Regions from separate parts of the Mus musculus genome. Here regions 2, 3 and 4 are each linked to region 1. A link is a contact called in public Hi-C and promoter capture Hi-C data. All regions are on one chromosome and are shown on one strand. Each heading gives the region's core, a stretch centred on a gene start, on an enhancer-like site or on the middle of the called end of the contact. The rest is flanking DNA. Distances are from core to core; before and after follow the strand shown.

The links. Promoter capture Hi-C pulls out the DNA fragments that hold promoters and counts their contacts. A called contact is a pair of places that touch in the nucleus more often than the background predicts.
Region 2: a contact with region 1 is called in a promoter capture Hi-C map of stem cell-derived epiblast-like cells, with 4 times the contacts expected there. The contact joins the promoter of Col6a2 here to the promoter of Slc19a1 in region 1. A contact is called at or near these places in 13 of 39 promoter capture datasets (the 3T3-L1 cell line, 3T3-L1-derived adipocytes, cranial neural crest and 6 more), 8 of 484 Hi-C or Micro-C datasets (the N1E-115 cell line, cerebral cortex, embryonic stem cells and 4 more), 1 of 115 datasets of contacts at active chromatin or transcription factors (astrocytes) and 1 of 9 other capture datasets (embryonic stem cells).
Region 3: a contact with region 1 is called in a Hi-C map of CD8 T cells, with 3 times the contacts expected there. The contact joins the enhancer-like site here to the promoter of Slc19a1 in region 1. A contact is called at or near these places in 13 of 39 promoter capture datasets (the 3T3-L1 cell line, 3T3-L1-derived adipocytes, the SN4741 cell line and 6 more), 10 of 484 Hi-C or Micro-C datasets (CD8 T cells, the N1E-115 cell line, cerebellum and 1 more), 3 of 115 datasets of contacts at active chromatin or transcription factors (all in embryonic stem cells) and 1 of 9 other capture datasets (embryonic stem cells).
Region 4: a contact with region 1 is called in a Hi-C map of Th1 cells, with 5 times the contacts expected there. The contact joins the promoter of Lss here to the promoter of Slc19a1 in region 1. A contact is called at or near these places in 4 of 39 promoter capture datasets (the C10 cell line, hippocampal neurons, liver and 1 more), 12 of 484 Hi-C or Micro-C datasets (B cells, CD4 T cells, CD8 T cells and 4 more), 3 of 115 datasets of contacts at active chromatin or transcription factors (embryonic stem cells, neural tube and stem cell-derived neural progenitor cells) and 1 of 9 other capture datasets (embryonic stem cells).

What each region holds. Positions count from the first base shown.
Region 1 is chr10:77,031,831-77,034,530 of GRCm38.p6, forward strand. Slc19a1 (solute carrier family 19 (folate transporter), member 1) reads left to right here and starts at 1,382. Exons shown (of 6, transcript NM_031196.3): 1 at 1,382-1,517.
Region 2 is chr10:76,621,970-76,624,669 of GRCm38.p6, forward strand. Col6a2 (collagen, type VI, alpha 2) reads right to left here and starts at 1,435. Exons shown (of 28, transcript NM_146007.2): 1 at 1,282-1,435.
Region 3 is chr10:76,731,797-76,734,496 of GRCm38.p6, forward strand. No RefSeq gene overlaps it. Among named protein-coding and RNA genes, the nearest start is that of Col6a1, 7.1 kb to the left of the region's middle. Within about 2 kb of position 1,330, at least 160 of the 459 cell types and tissues checked have an H3K27ac peak or open chromatin away from gene starts, as enhancers often do. A contact at or near this core is called in 3T3-L1-derived adipocytes, CD8 T cells, hippocampal neurons and 1 more, where this site is marked.
Region 4 is chr10:76,530,235-76,532,934 of GRCm38.p6, forward strand. It overlaps Lss (lanosterol synthase), which reads left to right and starts at 1,371. Exons shown (of 22, transcript NM_146006.2): 1 at 1,371-1,440; 2 at 1,616-1,784. The coding sequence starts at 1,427.

The sequences.
Region 1 (2,700 bases), core at 132-2,631:
GTGCCATGAGGCCCGCCATTGCTTTCCACATCTCTGGCCAGAGAAGCACTCTAGCTTCCTGATTCCCTTGTATAGCAACTAGGTGGCCAGCACCTTTGCATGTACCAAGAAGGCCCAAGTCCAGAGGGGTGTGGCCCCCATGGGCTGGGGAGGAGCCGTGCTGGTGTGGAGACTGGGTTCTCACACCTGGGACCCCATTCGTATAGATGACCATACCTATAGTCTAACCTCCCGGCACCCCACCACCTTGGGAATCTATTAAACCAGAGTTGCTGGTCGGCCATTCCTCTTTGGACCCATGCCCCTCTCCATTCGTTCTACTTTGCTGCCCTCGCAAGTACTCCGCCAAAACCCATCAGGAGGAAAGAGGCTGGTTTCAGGGAGCCCCGCCCTCTCCCAACCCACCTCAGGCTGCTAGCAGCCTCCACCTGCTGAGCATCAGCTGAACATCCCTGCTGGGGTGAGAGTTTGAAAGATTGGGGGATTGGTGGTGAAGGAGGGTGGGGTGGGGCCTAAAACGCTTAGGCCAGACTTCTGTCCCTGTTAACAGTCAAGTAGGTTGATACAAGGTGAGTAAGGTTTTGTGTGTGTGTGTGTGTGTGTGTGTGTGTGTGTGTGTGTGTGTAGGGGGTCTCCATGCATAGCTCAGCGCAATCCGTCGGTGCCCTTGGAACCTAAAGACGCTGATACCCAAACGAAGGGCGTGCACAGCTGGTGCAGTCTATATCTAGCGGTCAATGCCTTGGTGCCTGGAATGCTTTAGCAGGTGGTCGCGGGGCGCTCGTCTCAAGAGGAGCCGGACAGAGCCAGCGCAGACTTCTGCAGGCCAGCAGGGGTCAGGGGCGGACCCGGGGAGGGGCCTTGCTTGGTCTTAGGCCGGGCGGTCACCTCTGTGCTCGATCAGATCAAGCAATCTGCTGTGAGCTGAGACCCGGTCAAGCGCTGGACGGGTAGGGGGCTCGTAAAGGGGCTCAGGCGGGCTGCGGGGCCCAGGGGTTGGGTGAAGAGGAGACGGGATGGAAGGGGGCGGGGAAGAAGGGACTTATTGGAGAGGCGGACAGAGAGGGTCGGCTTGAGGAGGAAGCACAGGAGCCCGAACACTGGGCGAGCGTACTGAAGGGGGCCTGGAGTCTAGAGATGTAGGTTCTTAGGGCACAGGCTAGCAGACGCGCCACCGGTCGTCCGCTCCTCAGGGAACCACAAGACCCACCCGGTAGTAAATCTCCAAGTGTAGAGGGCGCGTGCATGAACCCCCTGTGGAAGTAGCTGCGGGTGTAGCCAGGTGTTTGCCCCGCCTCCTGGAAGTTCTGCGGCTGCGCCTCCTGTCTACCACGCTGGCCACTCCTTCGGGGCGTGGTCAGTCAGGTAACCACGCCTCTCCATGCGGCCCTTGAGCCTACGCGCGGGTTTTTGGGTGTTGTAGTCTGCGTGTGCGCGTTGAATCAGCCACAGGCCTGTGGGACGCAGAGCTAGGAATCCATTCTATGCGTGCCTGGGGAGCCACGGGGTAGTGCAAGGTACGGTTCTGTTCCTTCCGGTGTCCTGAAGACGAAAGCGGGCTGAATTCTCCACTACAGAGGACCGCGGAGTCCTTGGCGCGACTACAAAGCTCCAGGCAGGGTTTGTAGCGTGCGGAAGGCGCATGCGGGGTCTGCTGGGTGGAAGACAAGCAGAAGTCTTTGGGATGCATAGGGGCAGTAGGATAGGTGTGGGACACGGGCTAGTATCTGTGGGGTGTCAGGGTCCTTCTGTGAATACAGAGTATAGGTGAGGACCTCAGCGTTACGAGCCTCGGGGCAAGAGTCTGAGTGCTGGCCCGCATCCTGGGCTCATGGTTGCAGAACCGTCGGGAGGATAAATCCCCAGGCTGCCTAGTGGGACCTTTGAGCGCCATTTCTCTCCTTGTCATTCCTCTGGAACGGAGTTCTTTTGCTTTCAAAGTATCTTCCTCAGGTCAGGAATCACCACGTGCGCCTGCCCCAGCGACTTTAGAGCACGTGTTGCCTGCAAGGAAACCCCACTGCCCACGCCCTGGACGTGGCGCGCCTCCAAGGCTCATTGTTTAGCTCAGAGGTTGTAGGCACCCTGACAACTGTTAACAACTTCCCTTTGGAACAGGTGGAATCTGCAGCTTGTACAGGCTGCCTGTAGTAGCCAGTCTTTTCTGTACTTCCAGCATCTCTGTGACAGGGATACTAGACTTGGCTAATAGCCTAGGAATAAACCATATTGACGTGACTCCTCACCCGGTGAGTGTTCCCATCCTAACTTCCCTGTCTTCACGATGTTGGTCGGAACCTCAGGGGGCTAGAAGATGTTTGTGGGCCTTCTCTCAGTGGAGAGGATAGACTAAATCCTTAGACTTGCTTGCCTGACTGTTAAGAAGTAGCCTCCTCCCAGTGAGACTCAAGGACTCCGGGAGCTGCTCAGATGGACTCAGCAGGGCACAGAGCCTCTGACTTTGCAGAGCCTGACACATTCTCCGGGCTAGGGAGCCGGATGTGTGCCTTCCAACAAGGCACTGGGGCTGAGGAAAGAGATTGATTCTGGGCATTTGAGCCAGTGGCAAAGATACAGTCAACACTCAGCCACCACAATGGGAGAAGGGCATTGGCGTTTGTTTTCCCCCCTTCCTTAATTAAAAGGAACCTTCCTGTTTCAAGATAAAAAGAAAGTGGGCCTTGGAAAGAAGTTTGTGAA
Region 2 (2,700 bases), core at 185-2,684, 410 kb before region 1:
GAGCTCACTGGATTTGCTGGCAAATCACTGCTGGACAGGAAGGAACCCACCCTCCAGCACACAAACTGCCCAAGTGGCAGTAGTCTTGACTACTTCTTCCAAGGTCTGTGCTGGCTCCCCAACACCATTTCACTGGGAAACGCACTGTTCCCAAGACTGAAGCACAGCTTTCAGAATGGATGCTCTAAACCCCTATGTTCAACCCCTCCCAATTGGTATCACCTGTTCCCTGGGACCCTAGGTCCAAGCCCAGTCTCTGGCCCCACCTTTTCTCTCTAAGGGATCCCAGACACCTGTGTAACCTCCAGTTTCTGTGAGATGAAGCTGCAAATGCCCTGTTTCTTTTTTTCCTTTGCTATGTGTGTGCTAGCCTCAAGAGCCAGAACTATTTAACTGGGGGAAGGGGAGGAACCCAGCAACTTAATCTGGACCTTAAATGTTCCTTGTTGGTACCTTGTCCCTCTATGGCACTTGGCTCCATGTCCTCAGATGAGTATGGAGATACCCCCAGAATACCCAGGCTTCACGAGGGGGCTGTGTTGCTGTCTATAGGAGAGGTGTCTCTGAGGTTGCCCACTGGAGTCCCCAAGGGACTGGAGTGCCCAAGGGAGTCTCAGGGCTAGGATAGAGCCAAGAGTGACAGACTTTATTATTCCTGGGTCCACCCTCATCTTTATGATTCCTGCCTGGTCTCTCCTTAAGCACAGTGGGAGTACCTCGAGATGGCGAGGTGTCCCCTTGAGAGCACCTGGCTAGCCCACTGCTGGGACCTGAGACTCCCTTCTCTGCCTCCCGCAGAGTACCCTTGAAGTCCATCTGAGGAACTAGTTCAAGTGGCTCTGTTACCTTCCTTCCCCATGAAGACTACCCTTCTTCCTTAGGGCCTACGGAGAGGCTAACAACGGACTGTGTGCAGGTTCAAGTCACAGCGTATTTTCCCATTGAGGCAATTTAGGTTCCTTAACCCTTGGGAGACAACTCAGACCTGCTAGCAATGGCCATGGGTCTGACCAGATGTGAGACACTCTGAGGACTGGGGAAGGAGCAGGGATCTGGTCTGTCAGTGGTGAGCAGAAAGCTGTGGAGTCTAGAATAAGAAGCCTGCACCCCAACCAGGCTCTGTCGAACAGAGGCCTAGGGGCCACCTGGAGACTAGAACCTGGGGCAGGACCTTCGGTTTGGGTAGAACTGTGCTCACCTTAGACCCCTGAGGTGCAGCCCCCGAATCCTGTTCCCCCTTTTCCCGCGTGTCCCAGCTGGACACCATGCGAAGAAGCTTACCTGGCTTGGAGAAGATGCCTGGGTACTTCCCGAGGACAGCCCGGGTCCTGACGGCCCGAGGTGCGGGCGCCGAGTGGGTAGGAGGGAGGGGACCCAGGCGCGGCCCGGGACTGAACGGGAGGGGACCAAGCCAGGGGCCTCCCACTTTAACTCTGTCCCGGGCGGGCGGATGCCTGGAAAACTCGACCGCTGGGGGGCGCTGCGGCCCCGCGGATGGGCGGGGTCAGCGGGTGGGGCTGCTGGACGGACTAAGATGAAGCTGGGGAATGAGCTGGGGGAGGGGAGGAAAGGAAGGCGAGGGGAGGGAGTGGCCAGGACACGCAGCAGGGTTGGAGCTGGACCATCTCTGTGCTGTAGTGCCTGGTGACTTTTTTATTTTTCCTTGCAAGCCTCTGGACTCCTAGGTCTCCCAGACCTTTGCTCAAGCTCCCTCCTCCTCTACGTAAAGGAAGGAGCCCCCCCCCCCCCCCCCCGTAGAAGCTATTCTTATCCTGTTGGGCCAGGGCTCCCTCCCCCGCTCCCCCCACCCCCAGTATTCTGACTGAAGTTGGGCGGGATGTGGGGTTGAACTTCAAAGTGCAGTGAAGGGATGCAAAGAACGTATGTCTTTGGGGTTCAGCGGGCCCTGAATTGGTATTGAGGCTCCTGGAAGTTGATAGGGCCCTGAAGAGGCAAGAGGACCAGGCATAGATGTAGGAGCCCTGGCATTGGTATATAACCCTTTCCTCCAAGAATCCCAGAGGTCGGCTTTGAGTGGGGTCTGCTCACATCGCTGGCAGGGTGCATAAGCTATGGCTAGGGCCTTAACTTTCTAGCCTGGAGTAGGACTGGCTCTGAGAAGTACAGGCAGGGATAGGGAAGGGGCTCAATTCGGGGCAGTTCTCAAGGGTGCAGGGTAGTGGGGGTGATGAGGCTTGTTTCTCATACAGCTGAGTAAATCTCTGATCTAGCCCCTGACTTCCAGTCCCACTCTGTGTTCTCCCCCTACCCCCTCCTGTCCAGGGAGGAACTACTTTTGGTAAGCCCATATTGCTGGAGGTCCTTGTCTTTAGGACCTTCCTGCCTCTGCCCATTGAAGCTTTGTCATCTCTTTCTTCTGATGTCTCACACCTGAGAAGTTGGCTCAAGGCACCTTCCACAGTGTCTTGGATCCTTGTGCCTAAGTAGTAATGGAGGACCAGTGTTTCTTCTAAGGAATAGGAAAATGCCATTAAGGTGACCTCTTGGGAGCTGAAAGCTGTCCCTACAGGTCCCAGCCTGAGAGATATCAGCCTGTACCACTTACCACTTGCAGTCCCTAGGACCTGGAGCCCTGACCTGACTATTAGCAATGCAGCATCAGTACCAGCCTTTCATGGGCAGTGCCAGCTATTGCTGTGTGCCGTGCTCTGTGCTGGAGGTCTTTTGAGAGGGTAGGGA
Region 3 (2,700 bases), core at 80-2,579, 300 kb before region 1:
CCATGACACAGACGCTGGCAACTTGGCCTGAGGGGCTCCAAGGCTGTTTGGAGTTGGCCCAACACCCACAAATCTGAGGCTGGATATTCTGAGAACCCTAGCTAGCAGTGGAGCCAGAAAATTCACATAGCTCTAACTCTTTCCTCTTCTCCGGAGGAAGGGGCGATTTCCCCCCAGAAAAGCAGCTGACCCACGCCGCAGGCTGCAACACATGGGTGTCCCCACGGATCCCCGTGGAAATCTTGTCTCGAGTCTCACTGCCAAAGCCTCGTCCTGGGAGCGTGACCCTGACTCCCGAGGACAAGCAGAAGCTTCCCCAGGGGCAGAAGCAGGAAGCAGACAGACACTTTAGCAGGACACTCTACGCCAGCTGGAGCCACGGCTTAAGCACAGACAAAAGCATTTGGAGAACGGGCATCTTTGGAGCTGTAGGCAGAGGTTTCTGCTCTAATCTGCTTCTCTTACATACACCCCTAAACCCCGGTCCTCACCGCCCAATCTATATAGAGCCTCTGCACGCTGGTCCTTTCTATGGAGGTAGAGGGACCCAAGGGATGCACAGATAGCTGGGGCAGCTGCACAGGTCACCAGAGAGTGCCATAATCATTCTGTGCTTGCTGCTGGTGGTCTCTAGACGAGAAGCCAGTGGGCAGAACGAGTCATATCTCCTTTTCCGCCCCAAGATCCCTTGCAACCTTTTGGTTCCATCAGCTAAGTTTCTAACAGCTCCCCCCGCCCCATACACACACAAGTGCACAATGACTCCCTTCTCTCCGGGAGCTGTGAACCTGACCTTGGGGAGGTAAAGGGCTCTGAAAAGTGGGTACCCTTGACCCTGGGGATAGTTGAGAAATGGCTACATGCAAAGCAGGGATTGAGTACCATGAATAGCAGGCCCATGCTGAGCACAGAGTTATCCACTGAGCCTGCTGAGGGCTGCAGCGCCCCAGGAACACTTTACACAAGGGTCCTTGGGCTCTTATCCTTTCTCAAGGGACCCTCTCCATCGAATTGCCAGCTAGCATGGCTGGCTGTGAACACAGTGACTGGGGGCTCTGGTTCTGGACGGGTTAAACTTTCCTATTACCTCATACTGGCCTCCTGCCTGTAGAGAGAGAGAGAGAGCAACATCTGGCAGAGGTATTTCTCCAGCAGAGCTTGGGCCTCTGGAGGAGCAGCCTGGCTCCTTACCAGAGGCCAGCTGCAGGCTTAGGCGGAACTCAAGGGAGGGGGCTTCCCGGGAAAGGATAGCCACAGTGGTGCCGCACCACCTGGGTCCCCGAAGCCCACCCTCAAGGGCCTGGAGATGACAGCCAAGCATTCCTGTGAACAAGAGTCACTTCCTGTCCTGCTAACCCTGGGAAGATGCTGGAGCTGCGGTGTGGAGGGCTGGGCTAAGCATTACCCCAGACGTTTTGAGGGGCTAATAGGGTTTCAAAATGAGATCTACTACGAGCCCAGGACCGTGTTGGAGACCACCAGGTCTGGGGTATGCCCTCCTTGTCTTTATCCCCCAACAGCCACAAAAGCAGATCCTGCCCCTCCCACCCCCAACCAGAGTCTGTAAGTGATATTCTGGGGATCAGACTGCTGATCAACATGCAAAATTGCTGCCTTTCTCAGCCAGAGGTGGCGCTGGGGAGCTGGGGAGCCGCACCAGGCATGCGTCCTGTCTCTGCAGAGCCCCTGGCACTTGGAGTGTGGGTTCCACTGTATAAGCCTCGCGCTGAACTGTGATTGATATTTCCCAGCTGCTGCCAAGACTCTTCGTGGAAAACTGCTATAGCCTGACCGCCTGAGTTCTAGCGAAGACAAGCCTAGTCAGAGAAGACTTCCTCACCCCACCCTGCTGTGCGCAGGAGAGAACAGGACACTCCCTGCTCTCTGCAGGGAGCCAAGCAGGGGACTCCAGGCCCAGTTCACTCTTCACCTCAGGTAGCCAAGGATTGTCACAGCGGAACAGCAATATATGCAAGGGGTTGCTAAGACCCTTGGTCTCTTCTCAGCCACACTGGGGCTTGGAGACTCTCCAGCCTGCTGCTTCAGGGTGGCCTGGCTGGCAGCCTTGTCCTCTCACCCTGCCTGGCCTCATCCCCCAACCATGGAAGCCCCTCATCCTTGGTACTCTCTGAAGATGTCGAGGAGACCGAGGGACCCAAGATCAGCCAGGGCAGCAAGACAGGCTGCATGCAAGAGGTGGTCAGGGGTCTTTTCTAGCCTCTGTGCTCTAGGCTGGGGACATAAGAACCAGGGACATTCAGATCTGGGCTGGTTCCTGCTCTGTCATCTACCAGTTCTGTGACCTAAGGCCAGAGAAACAAGCCAACATTGTGTTGCCACATCTTCAGGAGATACCCCTCTTAGTATTGGTTAGTGAGAGTTTATGATGGGCTATTAATGGCAGTGTCGGAGTAAGACAGTCTCAATTCCTTATCAGGAGGCCACCATCAACAGGTCCCATGTAGACTCTGTCCAGATGTGCTAGAATAGTGATTCTTAGCCTTCCTAATGCTGTGATGATTTAATATAGCTCTCCATGTCGTGCTGACCCCCGACTATAAAATTATTTCATTACTGCTATTGTTAAGAAGCCGGGCAGTGGTGGCACACACCTATAATCCCAGCACTTGGGAGGCAGAGACAGGTGGATTTCTGAGTTCGAGGCCAGCCTGGTATACAGAGTGAGTTCCAGGACAGCCA
Region 4 (2,700 bases), core at 121-2,620, 500 kb before region 1:
TTTAACCAGCATGTATGTACTTACATCTCACACATGCCTGGTGACTGAGGAGGTCAGAAAATGGCATTAGATTCCTTAAAACTGAAGTTATAGATGGCTGTGAGTCACCATGTGGGTGCTATAAACCAATTCCAGGTCCTCTGAATGAGCAGCAAGTGCTCTTACGCACTGGACTTAAGTATTGGCCTCCAGTCCCCAAATCAATAGTCTGAGGCAAGGCTCAGTTAAAATGCCTTGTCTTATATCTTTACAAGTTTCTAAACTGGGCAAAGAAGAGGTTAGTGTTCTTGACTAGCCATCTAAAATTCCGATTTTCCATCTAGGGAAGGTGTGTGAGTGTTCTTTGCCTCTTACTTCTTCCTTCTCTGATTTGTGGTTCATGGCCCCTTCCTTGGCAGCGTTTTGAGGGCTAGGTGCAGGGAGGCTATCGGGTTTGGGTAGTTGTAAGTAAGTCGGCACTCTGTAGGACACACTGTACCGCTGGGAGTTCTTGGAATTATATTTTTCTGATCTCTGGTCGTCATTCCTGCATGCCAGCAATGCTTCTCAAATACTATCTGTTCAAATGTTCTTCATTGCACGTCTCTACTAGATTCTGCCGGCATACCACAGGCTTTCCTGCTTCCCTCTCTACTGTCAAACATAATCAAGGCTTTTCCCCCTTTAACTTGTAGGACTCCAAGCTCCAGGTATCCTGAGAGTAGTGCTGTGGCTAGGGAAGTGGAACTCTACCTGCTAATGGGAGTCAGGACACAGCCCTCTGCACACTCTGCAGCTGCTCCCTGTGAGGAGCCTGTGCCCGCTTTCTGAGAACACTACTCTGACCCTCTTCCCAACTACGTGTCATCATAGTTTCCTCCTCCCTTCACTCGGGTCAAGGCCCCTGCCCCATGATGGTCCATGTGGTGCCTCGGATCAACGCTAGTTTCACCTCAGGTCACTCATGCCTCTTCCGTACTTCTGAAGCACTCGTGGTTTCCGCGGCCTCTTTCCTGCATGTCGGAGGGGCCATTTTTCACCAACCCTGTAGGTATCCCGGCTCAGAACACCCAGACCAGAAGTCCAAGGCTGTCATCAATAAGGATCTAGAGGGGCCGGCCCCGCCCCCCATCCCGCCCCGCCCCTCCAACGGGCCTGCCCCTCCCACAGGCCGTCCTCGCCCACAGGCCGGCCTCTTTCATAGGCCCCGCCTCCAAAGCGCTTCCCGCCCCGCAGCCACGCCCCCTGGTGCCCTCGCGGCGTCGGGCGGCCCTGCGCCCAGCCACTGTGGTCGCGGTGCGTCTCTCGTGCCCACCTGGTGATGCTCTGATTGGCCGAGCTCGCATCGGCCCACCCAGTAGTTCCGGTCGGCCGAGGCTCGCGCCTGCGCAGTGCACTAGGCTGTCAGGTAAAGGGCTGGCAAGCGGTGGCAGAGAGTAGTGCTGTCATGACTGAGGGCACGTGAGTCGCGGACCCTGGGCTTCCCGCGGGTGTTGCGAGGGACGCGGCAGGGCGGTGGCAGGGAAGGTGTCTGGACAGCAGGGTGGCATGGCTGGTGGCTCTGCATGCCTGGATTGCAGGCATCCCACCTGGGCGGAGTCTAAGGAAGGCTGCTTCCTCTCGCTGGTCCCCTCAGGTGTCTGCGGCGTCGTGGGGGACCCTATAAAACTGAGCCCGCCACCGATCTCACCCGCTGGCGGCTCCAGAATGAGTTGGGTCGGCAGAGATGGACTTATTATCAAGCGGAGGACGACCCTGGTCGAGAGCAGACCGGGCTAGAGGCCCACTCTTTGGGACTGGACACAGTAAGTGATGTGATTCTGAAAGCACCATTCCATCCCAAGACTGGAAGCCATCACTGATCAGCCTACACCGTGCCTTCCTGAGCCAGAGCTCTGAAACAGTGGAGAGCCTTATTTAAAAAACAGGCAACCAGCCAGTAATATATGCATATGTGTAAACCAATGTATATGTGGGTATAGTGTGATATGAGGAAAAGCTGACTATAAGAGGATCAGGAAAGTTCACAAGTTATGTAAGAAGATGTAAAGCTAGTTGCTTTTCTAGTTCTAACTCTGTCATGGGCTTTGTGGTTTGGGCAATAGATTAATGCATAAAATATAGTGGGTACTGAAAGTGCATCATTTTATGGAAAGTTTCACAGTCTCCCTTTTCAAATGCCAAGGTCATTAAGTTGAGTAGACTTTGTGTTTGGTTAATTTTGGTGTGCGATGTTTTTATTAATTTGCAGGTTTCTTTTTATTTTAATAATAAGGCTTATAATTTTTTGTTTTTTAAAACAGATATGAACCTGGGCCCGGCAGGCATACCTGTAATCCTAGCCGCTGAGTAGGCTGTGACAAGGATAAAGTTTAAGATCTGCCTGGGCAGCTGAGTAGAGCTTGTCTCAGAAAATAAAGAGGCTGGGCATGGTAGTGCTGGTCTTTAATCCCGGCACCCAGGAGGCAGAGGCAGGCAGATCTTTGTGAGTTTGAGGCCAGCCTGGTCTACAGAGCAAGTTCTAGGCCAGCCAGGTCTACGTAGTGTGACCCTATCTCAAAAATGATAACAAATAAATAAAGAAGAGGGCTGCTGATGTGGGTCAGTGTTTGTGAGTGTTTGCCTCAATTCAATCTAAACAACAAAAAGTGTGGTACCTCCTTCCGGAGACAGGAGTAGAAGCAACCCTCGTTATTTAAGTCCCTCCACCTCAGAGACCTG